Linked DNA regions of Pan troglodytes: regions 1 and 3 are each linked to region 2. The links are chromatin contacts, called in public HiChIP or PLAC-seq maps. All regions are on one chromosome and are shown on one strand. Each heading gives the region's core, a stretch centred on a gene start, on an enhancer-like site or on the middle of the called end of the contact. The rest is flanking DNA. Distances are from core to core; before and after follow the strand shown.

Evidence for each region. HiChIP or PLAC-seq counts read pairs in DNA pulled down with a chosen protein or histone mark.
Region 1: a contact with region 2 is called in an H3K4me3 HiChIP or PLAC-seq map of stem cell-derived excitatory neurons, with 6 times the contacts expected there. The contact joins the promoter of ACAA1 here to the promoter of ACVR2B in region 2. A contact is called at or near these places in 1 of 7 Hi-C or Micro-C datasets (stem cell-derived neural progenitor cells) and 1 of 1 datasets of contacts at active chromatin or transcription factors (stem cell-derived excitatory neurons).
Region 3: a contact with region 2 is called in an H3K4me3 HiChIP or PLAC-seq map of stem cell-derived excitatory neurons, with 4 times the contacts expected there. The contact joins the promoter of PLCD1 here to the promoter of ACVR2B in region 2.

What each region holds. Positions count from the first base shown.
Region 1 is chr2:42,139,807-42,142,818 of NHGRI_mPanTro3-v2.0_pri, reverse strand. ACAA1 (acetyl-CoA acyltransferase 1) reads left to right here and starts at 1,459. Exons shown (of 12, transcript XM_001171323.6): 1 at 1,459-1,793; 2 at 1,973-2,066. The coding sequence starts at 1,623. LOC101058262 reads left to right here. Exons shown (of 3, transcript NM_001280446.1): 3 at 1-901. The coding sequence ends at 177. It also overlaps a transcript of MYD88 not described here.
Region 2 is chr2:42,455,851-42,458,785 of NHGRI_mPanTro3-v2.0_pri, reverse strand. It overlaps ACVR2B (activin A receptor type 2B), which reads right to left and starts at 1,607. Exons shown (of 11, transcript XM_516369.7): 1 at 1,185-1,607. The coding sequence starts at 1,236. It overlaps XYLB (xylulokinase), which reads right to left. Exons shown (of 19, transcript XM_016940725.4): 19 at 1,751-2,792. The coding sequence ends at 2,610.
Region 3 is chr2:42,033,538-42,036,324 of NHGRI_mPanTro3-v2.0_pri, reverse strand. It overlaps PLCD1 (phospholipase C delta 1), which reads left to right and starts at 1,386. Exons shown (of 15, transcript XM_054680542.1): 1 at 1,386-1,576. The coding sequence starts at 1,543.

The DNA.
Region 1 (3,012 bases), core at 210-2,709, 320 kb after region 2:
TGTCTGCCAGCGCTTCCTCTTTCTCCTACGGCACCCGCCCCGCCCCGCCGGCTTTCGCTTTCCGAGAAGCGCCGCCCTGCCCTACAATCTGGAGCCCCGAGCAAAAGTGCGGAGGCGGGGGTGCCCACCTCTACCCTTGCGGTCTCGAGGCGGGTGATGTGGGGGCGTAAGAAGTAGGAATCTGCCCTTTGAGATCTGGAGAGGTCCACGGCACCGCCCTCGAGGGTCTGGTGATGGTGCTAGTAGGTTGGCGGCGGAGTGAGGACGACCCTCCCTCGGGGGTTGTAGGAAACGGGCCTTGCTTTTTGGGATCTGGTGGAGCCACAGTTCTTCCACGGAGGAATCTGAGGGGTTCATACGGTCCTGCCCTCGAGGATGGCGAGGAGGGGACAAGTGGGAAGGCACCAGCTCTGCCCTCCACTGTCTCTGGGGAACACGCAATCCCGCCAGTAGGGGTATGGGAAGACCCCTGCTGTGCTCCCCGAGGTGGGAGTGGGAAACGGACAGCTGCCTTCTGGAGCCTGAGGCATGCCGTGGCCCTGCCCTCGAAATGGTTGGGGACGTCATGACACTAGGTTGGGGAGCACAAGGCACCCTGTCCTTTGGTGTCTGTGGGAAGCCCAGCACTACTCTCCAGGGTCTCAGGTGAAGACATGGCCCTGCTATTGGGAGTCAAGGGGGCACGTGGCCTTGCCCTTTAGGTTTAGGGACACAGTCCTGACCTGGGGAGCCCTGGTTCATTCATTTACTCATTCGACAAGTACTTGATCATCTACTAAGTGTCAAGGGTGTCGCAGGCTCCCCGGATACATGGTACCTCTCTGCCTTGGTGGAGACCCCAGCCTAGCACGGGAAATGGGCACTAATAAAATCATTCCAATTGGGTGTAAAACTGGTAAAAGTGTGAAATGTTCATTCTCCAGTTAGAGAGCTTGTCACACCCCGCATGTCTGTAAAATCTGTTTTCCCGGCCAGCCCGGAAGCCCAAATTCCCTGTCTTCTCGAAAGAATGGGAAAGCCCAATCACGTCGGAGCAGGACTTGGGCGTCTCGGAAGTACTTAGGTCCCCCAGCTCGGGTACTGGCACCGGAGGGATAGCAGAGCCTCCTAGGAAGTGGGTAGAGGAATTAGAGCCTCAGCTTCCATCTCCAGCCCCCAAGCAGTAAGCGGTCCTGGCTGCCCAGCCTTCCGTTTGGCTGCGGGCAGGAGACAGGGATTTGGGGGTCAGGTCTCGGGTTTGGCTACAAAAGGTGGAAAGACTTCCGGTCTGCATTTCTGGGCGGGGATTCGTAAAGATACACCTTCTGGTTGGCTGCGGTAGGCCAAGGTAGGCGGGGCATTGAGTGGAAAGCTCGGCTGGGCGGTGCCTGTGGGCCCTCCTATAGAGGGCTCGGTAGGCGGTGGCGGGGAGGGGCGGGTTCCCAGGCCGACTCACCTTGTGGTTGGCTGAGGCTGGAGGTGGACGGGACTTTTAGAGGGTCGCTCGCGTCTGTTCGCAGAGCTGTGGGCGGAGTTGAGGCCTTGGAGGCTGAGATGTGGTTCTGCGCGTGCGCGGACGGCTGTCTGTTAACTCCGCGGTCAGTTTCCGGACTGGTGGCTGGTCTGCAGGGTTGACCTGCGCAATGCAGAGGCTGCAGGTAGTGCTGGGCCACCTGAGGGGTCCGGCCGATTCCGGCTGGATGCCGCAGGCCGCGCCTTGCCTGAGCGGTGCCCCGCAGGCCTCGGCCGCGGACGTGGTGGTGGTGCACGGGCGGCGCACGGCCATCTGCCGGGCGGGCCGCGGCGGCTTCAAGGTGAGGCCCGAGGGTCTGGGCGCCGAGTGTGGGAAGACGCCGGCGCGGGCTGGGGTCCGGTTCGTATGTTTGGTTATCCTGGACGCCGGAGGCAGCTCCGCACCCAGCTGTGGTCGCTTTGTCTCCCTGGGGTGGGCATGGGGGAGTGGGGGTCACTGCGGCTGCTCTTTCTGCTGCAGGACACCACCCCCGACGAGCTTCTCTCGGCAGTCATGACCGCGGTTCTCAAGGACGTGAATCTGAGGCCGGAACAGCTGGGGGACATCTGTGTCGGTGAGCGAACCACTCAGGCCCTGCGCTGGGCCTTCCCCGTTCTTCCGTTCGTTCAGAGCTCTCCTCACCTCCCCACCCCGAGTTTTCACTGGGGGAACCTCCATGGCCTTGACCTTTGAAGGGGTCCTGCCCCTCCACACCTGTGGGTATTTCTCGTCAGATGGGAGGAGAGACTGAGAAAAGAAATAAGACGCAGAGATAAAGTGTAGAGTGGGCCCAGGTGACCGGCATCGGTCTCCGAGTTCCCTCAGTATTTATTGATTACTATTTTCACTATCTCGGCAAGGGGAGTGCGGCAGTGTGGGGGAAAGGAAGAGAGATCAGACTGTTACTGTGTCTGTGTAGAAAAGGAAGACATAAGAAACTCCATTTTGATCTGTACTAAGAAAAATTTTTCTGCCTTGAGATGCTGTTAATCTGTAGCCTTAGCCCCAACCCTGTGCTCACAGAAACATGTGCTGTATTGAATCAAGGTTTGAGGGATTTGGGCTGTGCAGGATGTGGCTTGTTAACCATTTGTTTGCAGGCAGTATGCTTGGTAAAAGTCATCGCCATTCTCCATTCTCGATTAACCAGGTACACAGTGCACTGCGAAAGGCCGCAGGGACCTCTGCCCAAGAAAGCCTGGGTATTGTCCACGTTTCCCCCCACTGAGATTGTCTGAGATATGGCCTAGTGGGAAGGGAAAGACCTTACAGTCCCCCAGCCCGACACCCGTAAAGGGTCTGTGCTGAGGAGAATTAGTAAAAGAGAAAGGCCTCTTTGCAGTTGAGATAAGAGGAAAGCATCTGTCTCCTGCTTGTCCCTGGGAATGGAATGTCTCGGTGTAAAACCCAACCATACATTCTATTTCCTGAGATAGGAGAAAACCGCCTTATGGCTGCAGGTGAGACATGCTGGCGGCAATACTGCTCTTTACTGCACTGAGATGTTTGTGTAAAGTCAA
Region 2 (2,935 bases), core at 358-2,857:
AGAACCAGGGTTGGAATGGGACGGAGATCCCAAATCCCCACCCCCGCAGCAGCGTGGGGACTCTGGCCCCGCCCCTGCACGCCCGGCCCCGCCCCTCGAGGGTTTCCCAGACTCCAGGCGGCTGCCACCGTGGGCGGCGGGGGACCCGCGCTGCATGTGTAATGGGAGCTGGGAACAAAGACGCGCAGGACCCGGCGGCCGGGTACCAGCCGCCCCGACCTTCTCGCCAGAGCTTCAATGCCCAGCTCCCCACGTTTCCCAGGACTGGCCAGGGGACGTCCCGGCGCGCCCGCCGGGGTTAGGCGCACCCCGGCACCACTGAGAGAGAAATCGGTGCTTGGGCCGTAGGAGAAACAAGCTTTCCAGGCGGAACTCCGCTTGTTTACGCCCGCGCCCACATACCCCCAAACACACATGCGCTGGCCGAACACCTCCAGCCACACGCCCGCAGCCGCGGGCGAGCTGAGCGCTGGTCACCCACCCCGCCACGTGCCTCCCGGAGGCCCGAACGAAGAGGGACCTGTTGGGTTTTCCATCTTACCCACCCCCTCCCCTCCCAAGTGCCCAAACAAAGCGGTCCCGCGAAGCGACCACACTCCGCATCCCGGGGCCAACGGCAGGGAAAGAGGGAGCAGGTGGGAGCCAGCACCAACAGCCCGCCGGGCCGGTAACGCGACGCAGACTGGTGGCAAGAAATGCAGGGGACTTTGGGCTGCGTGAAGCCGCCCCCTTCGCTTCGCTACACTTAGTGACTCTGAGGGACATGCAACCCTCCCCGCATGCTGCTGCTGCTGCTGCACCTACAATCCTGCCACCCCCAATGAGATCTGCCCACCCCTCTTGGCCGCCTTCCCCACGCTCAGGTTTTCCTCACTCTTTCCCTGGGTTCCACGCGCCCGCGTAGCCCGAACTCCGACCCTGAGGCTCCGCGTCCCAGCCCCCATCGCAGGGGCGCCTCTAGGAACCAGAATCCCGCAGATGACTGCACAGACAAGATCGTGCCCCTAAGTTCGGCGAGCCGTGCGCCCACCGCGCCCCCAGCCCCCGCCCCGGGAGGTGAGGGCTGAATACAGGTGGTGCGGCGACGAGGCCCCGGGCCCGCCCTTTGTTGGTAAACACCGCGCGGCGCCAGAGGCCAGCCCCGCGCGCCCTCTCGGCGTCCCCGCGCCGCGCCCAGTTCTTACCGGCGCACAGCGATCCCCAGAGGAGGGCGAGGGCCACCCAGGGCGCCGTCATGTTCCGCGGCGCCGCCCCGCGCACACCCGGAGCCCGCGGGCAGGGCCGCACGGCGCTCCCGGGGCGCGCAGGGCCAGGAGGCGGCTGCGCTCTCCTTCCCGCTCCTTCCTTCGGTCTCGTTCCCTGCGCGCTTCCTGCGCCTTCGTCCCCGAGCAGCGTTCGGGCTCCAAGGGCCGGTCGGCGGGGCCGGGCTCAGGGCCGCTGCGGGCGGCGCAGGCTGCGGCCCGGGCTCCGGGGCGACGCGGGGGCCGGGGGGCGGCAGCGGGGCACGGGCCGGGGCGCGCCCGACTCAGGCATAGCGCGGCGGGGCTGGGCCCGGGCCCCGGGCGCAGGGGCCGAGTCCGGAGGGGCCATGAACGGGGGGAGGGGTGGGGGGGGAGGGGAGCTGAACCGAGTCCAAAATGGCTCCTGAGCGGCGGCCACGGAGCCGAGCCAGCGGGGAAACCCGGATGTTGGATACAAAGAGGCGGGCGGGCTGGGCGGGGAGGGGGAGGGGAGGCGGGCCCTCCGGCCGCGTGGTCCGCGCCCCCCTGAGGGGCGGGGCCCCAGAGAAACAACAACACGGAGGCCCCGCCCCCATCCCGCGCCCTGTGGAAGGACGCGCGTGCACCAACTTGCTGGAGGACAGGGCGGGGCGCGCGGACGGAGGTGGCGGGAATGGGCTCCTGACCACTTTGCCCGGGAGCCTGTGGCCACTGCACTCGCAATTAGTGCCCCGCACGCTCGAGCCCAAGCTCCTGACACATGCTGCCCTACAACCCCGGAATGAGTGGATAGTCCCGGGACTCTGGCCCAGACGCCTCTGTGCCTTGGATTCCCCACCTGTGCAATGGGGGTGACAGTGAACCGTGGGAAAGTCGGATCTCTACTGATGGGCGAATTAAGTGGCAGAAAGAGGCTGACTTCCCTGAATTGACAAGCAGTCTCCCGTCTGCAATCCCTTGCCACACACTCAAAGGCACAGCTAGGGCGGGGAGTGGTCATTTAAACCCAACCAAGTGAGGGAGCGGGCAGAGTCCCGCCCCTCTAAGCCCAGCAGGTGGAAAAGGGCCTCTGGCAACCTGCTGGCCCTCCCTAATCCCATCTTGTCTTCTGCAGTTCCTGCGCCACCCGCAGCGGCCCTGAGCTTCAATCTGCACTTTCAAAACTTCCCAGTTGCCTCCAGAGCCCTGCAGTTGAAGATCTTGTCTAGCACATGGTTTTGCTGTTTTCCTCACCCCGAACTCCCTCCTTGGAGGGCCATCGTTCTCTGTCTCAGATTCCACCCTCCTTATCACACAACTAGAGCTTCGGAGGAACGTGATGGGGCTCCCAACTAAGGAGGGAAAGACCATCATAGCTCAGGGATGAGGCTCCGAGATCCTCAGATAACATTAATTGTCCTCTGTCTTCTCTTGACTTGGCACATCCTTGCTTGGAGCAGGGCAGGCGCAGCTGAAAGGGAGGTGGCACCTGGAGGTCTCAGTCATTTCACTTCTCTGAGCCTCAGTTTTCCCATATGCAAAGTGAAGAGGTAAGACTCCCTCAGGGTTTTGCATCTTCTTAATGGCAGAAACCTATTCAAACAAAATATTATGTAAATGTTCACTATAGGCGGGGCGAGGTGGCTCAAACCTGTAATTCCAGCACTTTTAGAGGCCCAGGAGGCTTTTGAGGTCAGGAGTTCGAGACCAGCCTGACCAACATGGCAAAAACCTGT
Region 3 (2,787 bases), core at 137-2,636, 420 kb after region 2:
TTGCTGAGTACAGGGGCTTGCAGGCTCCAGGAGTATCAGAGGTGCAAGTGGTAGGCTCCAAGGCCTGAGGAGGCCTCCAGAGGGCAGAGAAGGGGACCCTTCTTCCCCACTCATCCCCTGTATGGAGGTCCAAAGTGATGCCTGCCAGTATGAATTTGCTCATCCCTCAGCAAACATGGAGTGTGGCCCTGGGCAGAAGGGAAACCAAGGAGGGACCTGACAGGCCTGCCCAGGGCAGGGGTGTTCGCACTGCAGGACAGGATTGGAGCTGAGTGCCAGGTAAGGGGTGAAGCCCCGTCTGTGGAGAGGGGGCATGCAGAGCAGGGGACTCTCCAAAGCCCAGAAGTCCTGATCCACTTTTAACCCCCAGAACCAGAAGACTGTCCTTCAGCTGTTTCACATCCCTTATTCAAGGCCACCTAGGGCCCAGAAGAGGAGGGATTGGGGTGAGCCCAGCCCCCTCCCCGCAGAGCTGGTCCAACTAGCTTTGCCTGACTCTCGCATTGGCCTTATCAGCCCAGGAGGCCTGGGTGGCTTCCTGGGAGGCCCTCTGGGGGCTCTCTGACACCAAGAGCCCAGTTTTCCCAAGGGACTCTCCAAAGGGGTGGTGGGCAACAGGATCTAGGGACCCTCCCAGGGTCTGTGGTGGGAGGGGTCTCTAGACAACCTATAAAGGGGGTTTTCTGGGTCCCAAGAGTTAGGGGGTGGGTCTGCATAGGGACCTTGCCCAGACAGCCCCTTGGGAGGCCACCTGAAGAAGGGACCCTGGGGATCCTCCCCCTCGGCTGCATGGATCGCTGGGGTTTTGGGATATGAGTGGCTCAAAAGTGAAATCCGTGCACCTGCTTGCTTCCCCCTCCCACACCCCCAACACTCCACCAAAGGCACTCTTGGGGTTAGAAACCTCCCAGCGAGAGGGAAGGGGACCCTCCTCCCGACAAGGTCCAGGTATTGCTCTCTGAAGACCTTCTAATCGTGTCCGTGCACCCATTTCGCAGAAGGGAATGCGAACGCTGGGAGCTGCGGCTGGAAGCCTGGACGCCGCGTCTCCCTAGCGCAGCAGCCCGGCTGGGCGTCGGACCTTACACGATCCCTTCCCCGGGATGACGCCGGATTCTTTCCAGCATCACCCCGACCCCAGCGAGGCGCCCACAACAGGGCGTGGGGCCCGGCCGCCCGCGGTAATGACAGGGCCCGCGGCCCGTGGGTGGCGGCGGCGGAGGAAGCTGGAGGGATCTGGCTATTTCTGGTCGGGGCGCGCCCGCTGGCCCGGGCCAGGGTTGGCCAGTCCTCCGGGCCCCCAGCTCTGCCCTCCCTCTCGCGTCCCCAGAAGGGGGCGGGGAGAGACGCGGGTTGGCGGGCTCAGGGGGCGGGGGCGCAGGGCAGCGGGGGCGGGGCGGTGTCCCGGGACCACCCCCGGCCTCCTCCCACCGCGATCCATTCAGGTCCCTGCACCGCACTCCACTCGGACCCCAGGCCGCCGGTGCTGTCGCTACTCAAGTGAGTCCCGCAGTGCCCCTCCCGCCGCGCCGCCCGTCGGGCATGGACTCGGGCCGGGACTTCCTGACCCTGCACGGTGAGTGCCTGGCCCGCGCGAGCGGGAGACCCTGCAGGGGTGGACGCCTGGAAAGCTGTTCCGGGCCCTGGACAGGGAGCCCCGAGCTCCTTCGGCCGCCTCCACACCACCCCGGGCCCGCCTCTCTGCCCCTTCTCCGGACTGGGAAAATCTCAGCCCGCGGCTCCCTGGGTGGGACTGCCGGGCACGACCCTGGGCGTTTCCAGGCTTGTCCGAGATCTAGCCCGGGGGGTGGGTGGGCGGGCGGTACGGGTCTAAAGACTTCCCTCCGCCTCGCGGACCCCCTTGTCCTGGTCATGAAAGTCTGGGCTCCACGATCCCGCTCGCACGGAGGGGCGGCGAAGGAAGGAAACAGCATCCAAGAACGACCAAAATTCTCCTTGCCCCATCCGGGCCGCCCCAGGGGCTCCCCAAAGCCTGGGCGTGCCTGAACCGCGTCAGGCCGCGCGGGTGTGGCGGAGCAGGGGCTAAGGGGATGGGGAGAGGAGGTGTGCAAGGTTAATCGTGGTCGGGCCGTGCAGCCTTAACTGCCCAGCGCAGAATAGTCAGCGATGCTCAGGCTGAAAGAAGCAGCACGATCCCCTCATCTGCGACCCTCCTTGGGGGACAGGGCCAGGTCTCAGCCGGAGCTGCCTGCTCCATCCTTTGTCCAGCGGAGCTTTGTTTCCTCCAATACGAGCCAGCTCTTTGCCCTTTCGCTGTCCCTCCAGCAGCGAGGGGAGCCTGGGCTCCCGAAGGCAGATCTGGAGGCCTTCTGGGAGGCGGGAGGTTGGGGAGGGTAACTTTGGGCGCCTCTTTGCTCCAGGACAGGCACTCACCCACTCTTGGTGGGGGCTTGCCCTCCTGCCCCCCCAGGTCACTTGCCATCTCAGCAAACCCTGCTCCTTTCATACGAATCACTGCTTTACTGTATATCCCTCTCTTTTTTAGTACCCTTGGGGTTGGAGGCTTTAGTGGCCACCACCCATCCATCTAAACTGTTCATGGACATAATAGATGGGAAAGAGAAGGGCAGAGTCCTCTAGCCTTCCACTAGAGTCCCCCTGGAATTTAGAGGGACTTAGAGATGTTCCCATCAGCCAGCCTCCAGTCTATCTCGTGTTCTGCAGTTGGCACAGACCTGGTCCTCCTGGCCCAGAGAGACCTTGCTCTGTGCCCAGAGCTGTTGCTTTTACACCAATAGCCTAGGCTCCTTAAAGCCACCTTGTCTA